2 separate regions of the Capra hircus genome follow, and region 2 is linked to region 1. A link is a contact called in public Hi-C data. All regions are on one chromosome and are shown on one strand. The core of a region is the stretch at or near the end of the contact, and the rest is flanking DNA. Distances in the headings are between cores, read along the strand shown. Region 1 overlaps BAIAP2 (brain-specific angiogenesis inhibitor 1-associated protein 2). Region 2 holds the start of BAIAP2 (brain-specific angiogenesis inhibitor 1-associated protein 2).

Region 1 (5,925 bases), core at 2,422-4,921:
GCCAGATGCTGGGGGAGGAGAAAGGGTCAGCTCTCCTGGGCCGGGCACCCCAGCCAGGCCGACGTGTCTCCTGCCCCATCCTGGGCAGGTGTGGTCCTGGAAAGACACTGCATGGCTCCGAGAGCCCCCGGGTCCTTGCCTGAGACCTGAGCTGCTTCTGGCTGATCTTGGGGCTCGTTTGAATAAATGGAAATCTTAAAAATAAACCACCACTTCCTCCCCCGGCACGGGAGGCTGCCAGGCAGCTAATGAGGCCAGCACCCCGCGCCAGCTCGCCCGGAGCCGGTTTCTTTCCCCTCTAGGGAGTGGGAACATTGAGGTGAAAGACGTTACCGCAGCCTGAAAACCCAGAAACCGGCTGCAGGACGGACAGGGACGCCGGGCGGTGCAAGGAGGAGCCGTCCTCAGCAGCGGGCTCAGGGTGGCTGGACCCGGGGGGCCCGCGTCCCGGTTTACACCGCTGTCCTGGGGTGACCGCTCACAGAGGTGCCTTCCTCCGCCCCCAAAGTCTCTGCTTAGGTGACCGTGGGTGCCTCCTTTGGGCCTGCCTTCTCGAGGCTCTGTGCTGACTTCTCAGGGCCTCAACCTTTTCACGCCACGCCCGCCCTGCCTCCCAGGCCTGCCTGGCGCTGGAGCGGCGCCCCAGGAGGGTGGGAGGTGGTAACCCCAGGGACCGGCTGGCTGGGGCTTTTACTGGGATTAAACCCCAAACTTCCCCTTCTAGAGCTTTGCAGAGACTCTAGAAGCCCCTTAGGGGGCTCTCGGGATCACAGCTGAGCCCAGGAGCGCCCATGTACTCGAGAGCAGGCCGAGGGAGGCATCTTGGTCCAGGGCTGGTTGAAGCCTGCAAGGCCACACCGATGTTCCACTGTCCCCCGGAGCGGGTAGGACAGCCACGGAGCAGAGTGGGTGGAGGCCCTTGGGGGGTCTCGGTCTAGTGCCGGGTTGCTGTTTAGGTGATGGGGCACGGGCAGCAGGGGCCTGCATCAGTGTCCCTGTCTCTGAGCGAGCCCTGTCCCTTCCAGGCCCTTGTGTCCAGCAGGTGTTCCCACCCTCAGGCCTCTTGCCCACGTGGGGGCTTTGGGGTGTGAGCCAGCCCCTTGGTGGGCGGCATCTGAGGGGTCCTTCCACACAGCATGGCCTTGCCCACCATGGCACCCTGCATCTGCAGACTCTCCTGCTTCCTGGAGGAGCCACTCTGCAGGCTGGAAGGGCAGAGGCTGGAGGTCTGGGTGCGCACGTGTTTCATAACGTGGGGCTCGGGGACGGGGGCGGGGGTGGGGGGGTTGGTGGAGGCAGCCAGCAGGGCTGCCCTGAGGGCCTCTCCCCTCCTGCTCGGACTTTGTTAGGCACACCTTGTGGCCTGGCTGGCCCTGCGGCTGCTCAAGAGGGCCAGGGCAGACTCCTCCAGGGTGGGGGACGTGGAGGCCCGTTTAAGCTGCTCTCTCAGGGCGAGGAGAGTGGAGTTCAGTGTTGAAGGCAGGGTGGTCTGCAGGTGCAGAGGGAGCAGGGTCCCTGTCCTGGTGAGAGTGCTGGGCAGGCAGGCTCACACTGGCAGAGGCTTGAGCTAGGGACAGGGCTGCGGACGGCCCACGCCCAGCAGGCATTTGCCCTCCAGCTGCGTGCTGCTGCGATGTGGGGGGGAGGGCAGGGAGGGGCCAGAAACAGCCTGCACTGCGCCCACCCGGCTCCGCACCGCCCACCCATGCTGAGTCAGAGCTGTGGGGGAGGTGGTGAGTCAGGCGGGGGAGGCCGCCCGCTCGTGGCCCAGGTCTGCCCCTGCCGGAGGATGGGGCTTGATTCTGTAAAGGCTGGTCCCCCCAGCCGGCGGCAGCGCAGTGGAAAGGGATCCCAGTTCAGGACAGAGGAGTCTGTGCCCCTTGTGGAGCATGGAGTGGGCTTGGGGGAGAGAGGGGAGACAGGGAGGGGGCTGGAAGGCTCTCCTGCGTCCCAGAGGCGGGGCTGCACACAGACATGGGGGGCCTGCAGGCCTCCCTGGGACAGCTGCCCCCAGTCTCAGTGGAACTGTTACTGGAACTTTCCATCCTGCAGAACCAGAGTGTTCTGGTGTGCTGTAGCATCGAACTGTGCGCTCTGCCCGCCCCCGTGGGATTCGCGCGTGAACTAGTCATTCTCGAATGCACAGTGCCAGCTGAGCTGTCCTGGTCTTCCAACTATCGGGATGGCCTTTATGGTTGGTGTCGGGGTCTGAGGGAGGTGCCACACCAGCCTCACCGGGCAGTCTGCCACGTGGTCCCCACACATGCAGCTGCCAGGGGACCAGGGGGCAGTGGCTCAGCGGGATAGCCTCATGGCCAAAGTGAGTCACACAGCCAAGCGCCCACACCAGTGGGCTGGCCAAGAAGTGTTCTCCCCCTCTGTGGGGCTGCTCAGAACGGGTGGTGATGAAGTGTTGTCCCGTTTCGGGCTTATCTGCCTCTCCCACCCCCAGTACATCGACGCCATCGGCAACAAGCAGGGTGAGCTAGAGAGCTACGTGTCCGACGGCTACAAGACCGCCCTCACCGAGGAGAGGCGGAGGTTCTGCTTCCTGGTGGAAAAGCAGTGCGCCGTGGCCAAGAACTCCGCCGCCTACCACTCCAAGGTGGGTACTTGCTCTTCGTGGGGCTGGGCCCTCACTGGCACAAACTGCCTCCCTGGGGAACATGGGGGCGTGCCCCACCTTGAGCTGTGATGAGGGAACACTGCGTTTTCGACCTCCTCAGGAGGAGAGTTCTGGAAGGACAGTCACCAGGTCAAGGTTGCAGATGTTTTACAACTCCCAGCAGAAATTGCCAGGTGCTTTTTTTAAGAGCAGTTACACCAGTAACTCAAGCTTTCCTGGTGGCTCTGACAGTAAAGAATCTGCTTGCAATGCAGGAGACCAGGGTTCAATCCCTGGGTCAGGAAAATCCCTTGGAGAAGGCAATGGCAACCCACTCCAGTATTCTTGCCTAGAGAGTTTCATGGACAGAGGAACCTGGCGAGCTACAGTCCATGGGATCGCAAAGAGTGGAACACAACTGAACAACTAACACTTAAAGTTTCACTATTCACATCAGTAGCCCACTGAGAAGGTCTTCTCCAGGGAGCAAGCTCCTTGGGAGGTGCTGTAGTACCAGCCCCTATAGAGGCCAGCTTAGCCCCCCGAGGCCAGCACCACCCAGAGGACACATCATCTCCCCTGAAAAAACAGATAGCTTCAGTGGGGCTTCTGTTCCCCGTAGTCCACAGGTAGGAACTGGAGTGGGATCAGAGGTGTCATCTGGAACATTCCAGAATGTTCTGAGAGCTTAGGTGTGGTTAGGCAGCCCGAGCCAACCAAGGAAACCCTCATTTGTGTCCTTTTTTCCATAAAGGGGTTCTGGGGGTAGCACCTCACATGTGTTTGATCTGACTCAGCTTCTGGTCCCCAGGCTGACAGATGACCTCAGCCTCCACGGAGAGGCTCCTACCTGCCTGGGCCTGCCCGAGGGTCTGCTGCTGCCACAGGTGCAGCGCAAGGACAGTGATGGGCCTTCTGTCCTCTGCAGGGTCAGGGTGGGGCCACCCCACCGCGTGAGACTTTGCGTTCAGGTCCTGTGCCTGGAGGGCTGGCTGGCAGCGGGGAGGTGCTTGCTAGAGCCGCAGTGCTCCGGCAAGGCCACCGCAGCGCCCACGCGGCTCCAGCAGCCACGCGGCAGGCATGTGCGCCCTCTGGTGGCCGCTGGGCCCTATGGCTGCTTAGGAGAGCGTGGACCCATCCGTGCTAGAAGGAAAGCAGGAAAGCCATCCTTTTCCAGGATGTCACCATCTCTGTTTCCTGCGGGAGGGCAGATCGTGTGTATGCGAGATGACTTCCCAAGAAACTGGACCCCAGCCCCCCAGGAGGTTTGAGAAAGGCAAAAGCCCCGGGTCTGGGGCACCAGGGCATGAAGGCAGAGCCCCACCTGCTGTTCCTAGCAGCGGGCAGCTAACATTTCCCTGTTGCCTGGGTTCAGGCCTGACAGTGACAGGGCCATCAACTGAGGGGGAGCCCTGAGTTGTCCCTGTTGGTGAGGGTTCCTGCTGATCCAGTTTTTCACCACCAGCCCAGACCCATCAACTGTTCCTTTCAGCCAGAGGCTGGATTGTAACTCTCTTCAGTTTGGGCCAGTGCACAGGGAATGTGGCCACTGACATGTAAGCCAACTGCCCTGGCTGTTTTCCAGTTAAACATTCTATGCAGATAAGCAGCCAGCCCTCATGCAGGGGTGTGCTGGCCCCAGGACTAAACCAGAAGTTGGGGGAGGGGCCCTGGCCTGCTCTGAAGGGCTGTTTGTCCAGCATCCCCCAGCTTTCCCATGTGGGCGCCACCTCCCTGCCCCAGACACAGGCCAAAAGAAGTGGGAAGATAAATGAGGAGAGACAGTGAGGGCCGGACAGACCCGTCCAAGGTCCTGGAGACCTTGACTGCCCTAAGCTCCACCCAAGGTGGGTCTGGGATCTGCGTGGAAACACAGTTGTATCACATGTCGCAGGGAGGGTAGCCCGCCTTGGCCAGAGGGCTAGGACGGGAGGCAGAGCCATCTCCAGGGCCCTAAGTGTGTCCATGCCGTGGATCCGGGCCCCCTGAATGGGCTGCAGCGGGTCTCAGGCTAGTGTCTTGCTTTTGGCCACACCCCCACCCTGGGACCCTGGTCAGGCCTGGGGCTTCCTCGTGCTTTATCAGGCCCTTGTGCCCTCTAGCCCCCTGTGTCCTGGGCAGACCCCAGAGCACATTGGAGGGACAGCTGGGCTCGAGGGCCCCTGGGTTGGGGTGGGGGAGCGCGGACCACAGTTGGGCCCTGGGCAGCTCTGTCCCTTCCCCACAGTCCCCTCTCTGTCCCTGTGAGGTTTCCTGGCCCTCAAGTCTACCTGAACAGCACTCTTTCTGGTACCTCACCACAAAGAGCCTATCCTGTTCCATGGCTGACCACGTGGGCCCCTGTTCTTTCAACTCCCTCAGGCCCCTGGGGAGGCCCCTCTTGGGTCAGGCCTTGGTTTGACCTCATTCTGAGGGTCTCTCAGCTGGGGGGCATGCTATACCATATCCGGCCCTTTCCCAGGTCGGGAGTCAGGGACTTAGAGGTGGCTCACCTGGTTGAGGCACCCCACCTGGCGAAGAGCAGCCCCAGCCAGGTGTGCCCACCTGGGGTTGGGTGTGTCTCTTCAGGAGCCACCTGGTGCCATCTGGGAGCCAAGGGGCTGTGTCTGTGAGGTGGACCACAAGCCCTGGCCTCTCCCAGCCCTGCGGGGAAGCCCCCCGGCTGCGGGAGCCTGAGGCTGGCCCTCACACCCACCCTGTTCGGCTTCCTCCACTCTAGGGCAAGGAGCTGCTGGCGCAGAAGCTGCCGCTATGGCAGCAGGCCTGCGCCGACCCCAACAAGATCCCCGACCGCGCCGTGCAGCTAATGCAGCAGATGGGCAACAGCAACGGCTCCGTCCTCCCCAGCGGGCTGTCGGCCTCCAAGTCCAGCCTGGTCATCTCAGACCCCATTCCGGGGGCCAAGCCCTTGCCAGTGCCCCCCGAACTGGCCCCGTTTGTGGGGGTAAGTCCTCGCTTCAGAAAGTTCTGTGGGTGTGGGGATGGTTCCCCTTGGTGCTGGTGGTTGGCATCCTGGGGTGCCCTAAAAGGGGGCCTTGCCGGGCCCAGGCCCTCCTGCCACACCGCACCCACGCCACCTCTTCTCAACAGCGGCTGTCTGCCCAGGAGAATGCACCCGTCATGAACGGCGTCTCGGGCCCAGACAGCGAGGACTACAACCCGTGGGCTGACCGCAAGGCTGCCCAGCCCAAGTCCACGTCTCCCCCACAGTCTCAGAGCAAACTGAGTGACTCCTACTCCAACACGCTTCCCGTGCGCAAAAGCGTTGCGCCCAAGAACAGCTACGCCACCAGTAAGCGCTCCACGGGGGCCCCAGGCCC
Region 2 (5,925 bases), core at 1,337-3,836, 49 kb before region 1:
AAAGGGCTCCCACCTAACTAAGAAAGGCCTCAGGGATCACTGGTGGGCTCCTGGCCTGTGGCTCAGACCTCCTCGCTGCTGAAGGGGTCAGCATGCAGGCCCAGGCACCCCAGTAGACTGGTGGTTGGAGGATGGGCGGGGGAAAGGAAGCTGCCCAGCAGGGGGCAGACTTTCTCACTGCAATTCTCCAGGCCCAGGTGTAAGCCCCTTTCCAGTCCTGCCCTGCATCTGCCATCGGCCCCACATTCTCAATGCCATTTCGCTGGATATGCTTATTTTCACTTGCCCCAGGTGCTCAGTGAATGCTCTTCTGAATGATGGCTTCCCTCTCAGCTGTTCATCTCCTGCCCAGATGTCAGCTGGAGTGTGCAGGCCCAAAGTGAGGCGATTAGCCCTCCTGTCTCAGCTGCTACCAAACGCGAGCATCCAGTTGGGCAGAAGGAGGGCGATCAAGACTAGGATCTTCTAGAGGGTGGGGTAGGGTGGGGCTCGGGGCCATGGAAGCTTTTCTGGAACGCCCCTCTCCTTCCTCTGCTGTCTCGTGACTGATGGGAGCAGACAGCCCAGAGAATTCTCCCCAGGCTAATTCCCCTCCCAGAGCACTGAGACCCTGTCTTCACCGGCCAGCCTCCCCCCACCATTCTCCTCGTCCTGGCCACTCTGGGCCCTTTGGATGAGCAACAGCTCTTGCTCTGTACCCACCTGGCTCCTCATTGGTCTGTTACCTCATACAGGTCAATGCACATCAGTCTTGGGGTGGGAAGGATGGAAGCTGCCTCTAGCTGGCCTGGAAGAAAGGGAGCTGGGGGAGGAAGACAGGCCTGACTTCTGACACGTGAGTCAACAACGCCCTCATTGTTGGAGCCAGTTTGAGCCGGCTTTCTGTTACTTGCAACCAAAAGAATCCCAGAAATTACATACTACACTGAAATCTACCTTAAAACACTGAAAGCAATAAAAAGGAAGAAACTGGCGCTGGTGTTGAAAGGAAATTAAACCAAGAAGTATCTCTGTGAACGAAGGCTCTGAGGTTAGGAGGGAAGGCAAATGCTTCCTGAATATCCCTTCCATTTTCTTTGAATCCATGTGAAGCAGAGCGTAGTTCATTCCGGTTAATGACCCCATGGAAAAAACCTGCCTCAGCCCCTACTGTCTTCTGGAGTCCTCCAGCCATCTTGGGGGTTCTGTCTCTTGGGCACCTGCTCTTGAAGGGATGACTGTCCAGGGATGGGATGCTGGTGGTGCTGGTGGAGAGTGTCAGGTTTAATTAAAGAGAAACACTTAGATCTGGTGTTTTACAAGGTAAAGCAAATAATTTCTCTATGTTAGTCTAATTTATGTAAATATTTCCCCAAAGGAATTGTACCAGGAACCCTCTGTGCCAACTTGGTCAACTTCCTCAGCAGAACCTCCCAGGAATTGCTTTCAAAAATCAGACATCTCTGATCCCATCTCTTCCATCCAGGAAGTTTCACCCTCCCCCAGGTTTTCCCTCTCCCCACCTCCCTACCCCCAACCCCACCTCCCTCTTCCCTGCCCCTCCCCTTCCCTGAGTCTCCTCTCCCCAGGGAAACTACCCCGCAAGGAAGATCTTCTGCCACCATCACGAGGGTCCTCTTTCTCTGAGCGCCCCTCAATCCTCACCACAGGATCCTTTCCCCATCCCTCCTCCACCGCTTCCAGAATCTGCACCCCCAAAACCCCTCTCCGCAGAGTCCTTCTCTGCAACCCAGGGCTCTGTCCTCCCTAGAATCCCAGCCCCAAGGCCCTCCCCACCACCGCCCCGCTCACGATGCACCCCTCCCAGGGTCTTTTCCCCTGGTCCACCCCTCTCTAGGGTCTTCCCCAGGGTCCTCCCTCCCCTGAGACCCGTTTCAGGGTCCTTCCTCCCCGGAAGAGCCGGCCCAAGGGTCGCAGCCACCCACCAGACTTACCTCCGAAAGTGCCCGGTAGAGGCTGGACCCTTGGGACAGCACGCCAGCCTCTCACCCTCCTTCACCAAGTCCGTACCCTTGCCCCCTCCCCCTTCCCCAGGAAGTGTCCGAGCGTTCAGGGACCTCCGTTGCCCAGTGCGGACGCCTGATCCCGACCGCTTTCGGGGGAGCGGCGCCCAGGACCCGGCCACCCTGACTCGCCACTTTGCGGAGTGCCTCCCCCACGCGCGTTCGCGGCCGGCGTTCCGCCCCCACCCCGTTTCTGCTCCCTTCTTCCTGCGCCACCCCGCCCCCGCCTCCCCGCCCCCAGCACTGCTGTCGCCCCGGCCCCCCAGGCTGTTCCCAGGGCCCCATCCCGCGCCGCGCCTCCGCCTCCTCCCCCGCGATCGACGGCGCCATGGACCAATCGCTCCTTGCTGCCGGCCCACAAACCCCGCCCTTGTCCCCGCCCCCTTCCCCGTCTATGGAATTCACCAATGGGAAAGACGGCGCGGGGGGCGGGGCCTGTCGGTTGCCTAGCAGCAGCGGCTGGGCGGGGGCGGGAGGCCGGGGGTGGTGAGCCGGGTGCGGCGGGGGCGGGCGCGCGGGAGGCGGGGCCTCTAGGGGGCGGGGCCTGGTCGACTATAAAGGAGGCTGCCGGCGGGGCGCCGCGCTCCTGGTCAGGTTCCGTGTGCTGTTTGTCGGGTTTCCTCGTCGCTTCCGCAGTCGCCGCTACTTGCGCCCCTGGTTTGGTCAGTGGTGCAGCCGGACCAGCACCATGTCACTGTCTCGCTCGGAGGAGATGCACCGGCTCACGGAAAATGTCTACAAGGTGAGCTACGTGCCACACGCGCCCTCGCGCCCTCCCCGGGCCGTCCCTGGGTCCTCGGGGGTCTAACCGGCGCTGCCGCGGGGACCCAGCGCCAGCCCGGCAGAGGTTGGCTCGGGTCCGCTTGCCCCAACAGCTTCTCGCTGCCCCCGCGCGCCCTTCCGTGCGTCTTCCGCGTGCGCGGGGGCCGGAGCCTTCGGACCCGAGTTGAGTAGGGGTGCGGACTGCGGAGTCCGAGGTCTGCGGGGTCCGGGGCCACGGCTGTCCGTCGCCCTGCGCCCCGCGGTGGCCCCGCCGGGCACGGTTACGCAAGCCTGGGGCACTTTTTTCTCAACAGGCTTTCCCTTTCCACAACTCCTTCTCGGTGGATGTGGCCGGGTGGGAGGTCGCGCGCGGGCAGGTTGGATGGGTAGACAGATAATCCGTCATCTTATGTAACCGCGGAGGGAGAAGACTAATTGTGTGGGAGGCTGGCGCGCCCGCCTCTGCTTCTGATGTGTGAGGAGTCGACTCTCAGCCCCCGGTGCGGAACGCGGGCGTGTGTGTCGGAGCGCCGGCAACCCGCCGGACCCTCGCCGCCCCCGCCCGGGGCCGGTTTTGCGCGGGTGTGCACGTTGGCAGACACCCGAGTTTCCGTTTCTTAGCATCCATTTTCTCGGTTTGGACCCCCACCCCCACCAGCACAGAGCCAGGCTCCGGAGGCTCAGGGCTGTTGACGGCAGCATTTCCTCACGGGAGAGTCGTGCCCTGGGCGGTCCACGCGGGCTTCGTACAAAGCCGGGCTCTGTTTCAAAACTGTGTCTGGGGGTTACGCGGGGGGCCGAGGGGTTTCGGAGTTGATATTTAGGCGGCGGCTGGTTCATGGCGGCGGAGTGGGATTGCAGCGCGCTGGCAGAGCAACAGTTTCTAATTGTGTTAAACAACTACGCTGTGCCTCCTTAGCCAGCGGCCTGCCAAGCCCTCTTTGCGCGCGGAGGGAGGCCTCTGATGGGCCCTTAGCTTTCAGCTGGAGTCCAGCACGGCCGCAGTCAATCCCAGCTGCTAATAAAGGTTTTTAAAGTTGCAGCTAGGTCACCTGGAAGAATCTGGAGGCCGGGTCAGGGTGGACTAAGTCAGTTCTGAAGCCATGTTGGAGCTGCTGGTAAACAGGAGTGAAGACTGACGAGGAAGCAGCACGTAAAAGGAACAGCCTCTGGTGTTTTTATGTTTGTATCACGAGAGTCAGTGGCATACGCTTTTTGGTTGTGTTGCTCTGTAAATGGTTGTCAGGGAGGGAGATTTATTAAATTATTAGTCATTAGTTTCATTTCCACTTGCTCATTATTGCAGAGGGTGGAAGAGAAGTGCCAGTGTTGGTCTTTTTCCCCCTCTTTTCCCTGCTTTTGCTCCAAAACCATGAGACAGGAACTTTAATGGCCAGAATTAAGAGGGAGTGCGTGGCGTGGCTTTGCTCTGGGGAACCCCATGGTCGGTCTTAATAAAACTCTTAAAACAGAGCAGTCAGGCATGCTGTTCCAGCGGAGCAGCTTCTGGAGGAAGCAAAGATGTGTTTGCAGGTCTGGAGTGAAATCTGTTGGCAGAAAACTATTAGGATCTGAGTGTTTGGGGGTTTGGGGCACACGTTCAGCAAGCTAGTCTGCGTTCTGTGCTCACTGGTCAGCTGATGACTGAGCTCCCCCGGGAAGGTGTGGCCGAGACCAGGGACTTTCAGGTTAGACACACCGGGAAGTGGGCGTCCACAGCGCTGGGTGTCTTACATTCTCCTGGCCGGTTGAGGCCGCGGAGCCAGTGGACAGGAGGGCTTGTGGGTGCTCCCCTGCCACTCTGCGGCTGTGGTACGGCTCCCTTATGATTTGTGGCTCGTCACTGGGGAGCTCGGGTTCCACAGCAGAGCCAGGACAGGTTGGGTAAGTTTGGCACACTGGCTGGGCAGAATCCAGCCAACTCAAGGCATGCTCAGGACACAGCCAAAGCTGCTGTTTGGAGACCCCGGCCAGTCTGGCTGGTCCTGCACCCTGTCTGGGGACGCTGCTAACTCTGTGCCTGGTTTGGTGACTTGTGGGAGAGTGGCAGGGATGTGGCCCTGCTCGGCGTCACCCCAAGCTACAGCTCAGCTGTTTGCTTTGGCCCCTGTCATATCAGCTGCAGTTCTGAGTGGTGTTTGCCTTGGCAGAGAAGGGAAGAGTGGGGACACCCGGCCTTGGCCTTGCTGATTACAGACGCAAGAATAAAATGTCCAGTTTTGCTTCTCCTCCCTGGAAGAATCCGAATCTCAGGATTTAATCTCTCTTTCCCCGTGGCCCACTTCCCGTGGGAGCTTTGTTGTCGGGGAATTTGATGGAAGATGAAGGGGCAGGAAATGACATTCACTGAGAGTTTACCCTTGGAACCTGGGCCGAGGAACAGGGACTGAAGCCCTTTGGGGGCTTCCTAGGGTAGAGCCTGGGCTGGGCCCCTCGTGATGGGACTACAGGCAGCCCTAGGTGATTGCCTGGGACGAGGGACAGAATTGTAGGGTGGGGATCTGCCTCTGAGAATTAAGCCCAAATTGCATCTCTCTTGGGAGAGGCCTCCAAATGTCCCCACGTGCTGCAGCAAGAGGACTTTCTTTAGCAATTAATCTTAGTCTTCAGCTCCAGGGAGTGACTCTCAGGTTGGTGGTTTTTTTCATGGTCCTGTGTCTCACGAGAAGCCCTGGCTCCAGGCAACCTGGTGACCTTGGAAGTGCTCTGGCACCTTGTGGAGGAAGAGCCCCACAGGCCTCCATCCTATCCTGAGGACATGGGAAGATGGACACAGGCTTCAGCGAAGAAAGTCCCTAGGAAGGCCTCAGGCATGGCTGTTCAGGGTGTCGTGGGCCTTAGGCTTGTGTCACCAGACGCTGTCTGGTGGTCCTCACTCTCCGGCCGTTGTGGGGAAGCTCATTGCATCTGTCCTGTGAAGACAGCTGTGGCCAGTAGGTTCCTGCAACCGGAGTCCCGTCAGGTTTTCACTGCTGGTGCAAGGCGGTGGGCATCAGCGCTGGCAGAAGGGAGCCCACCTGTGTAGGTGAGAGCCCACTGCTGGCCAGGCCTTGCCCGTCACCCTCCTCCAGGTGTTTAGAGGAGCAGGGGAAATCAGGAGGCCCCAAGTTCTCTACTGCCTACCCCAGAACCTCTTCCACTGCTCAGCAGTCACACGGAA

Evidence for each region. A called contact is a pair of places that touch in the nucleus more often than the background predicts.
Region 2: a contact with region 1 is called in a Hi-C map of blood, with 2.8 times the contacts expected there. The contact joins the promoter of BAIAP2 here to the enhancer-like site in region 1. A contact is called at or near these places in 2 of 5 Hi-C or Micro-C datasets (both in blood).

The regions. Positions count from the first base shown.
Region 1 is chr19:50,955,342-50,961,266 of ARS1.2, reverse strand. It overlaps BAIAP2 (brain-specific angiogenesis inhibitor 1-associated protein 2), which reads left to right. Exons shown (of 14, transcript XM_018063625.1): 7 at 2,453-2,605; 8 at 5,325-5,549; 9 at 5,696-5,897. Among named protein-coding and RNA genes, the nearest start is that of MIR338, 25 kb to the right of the region's middle. Within about 2 kb of position 3,671, at least 2 of the 5 cell types and tissues checked have an H3K27ac peak or open chromatin away from gene starts, as enhancers often do.
Region 2 is chr19:51,003,242-51,009,166 of ARS1.2, reverse strand. It overlaps BAIAP2 (brain-specific angiogenesis inhibitor 1-associated protein 2), which reads left to right and starts at 2,586. Exons shown (of 14, transcript XM_018063625.1): 1 at 2,586-2,745. The coding sequence starts at 2,692.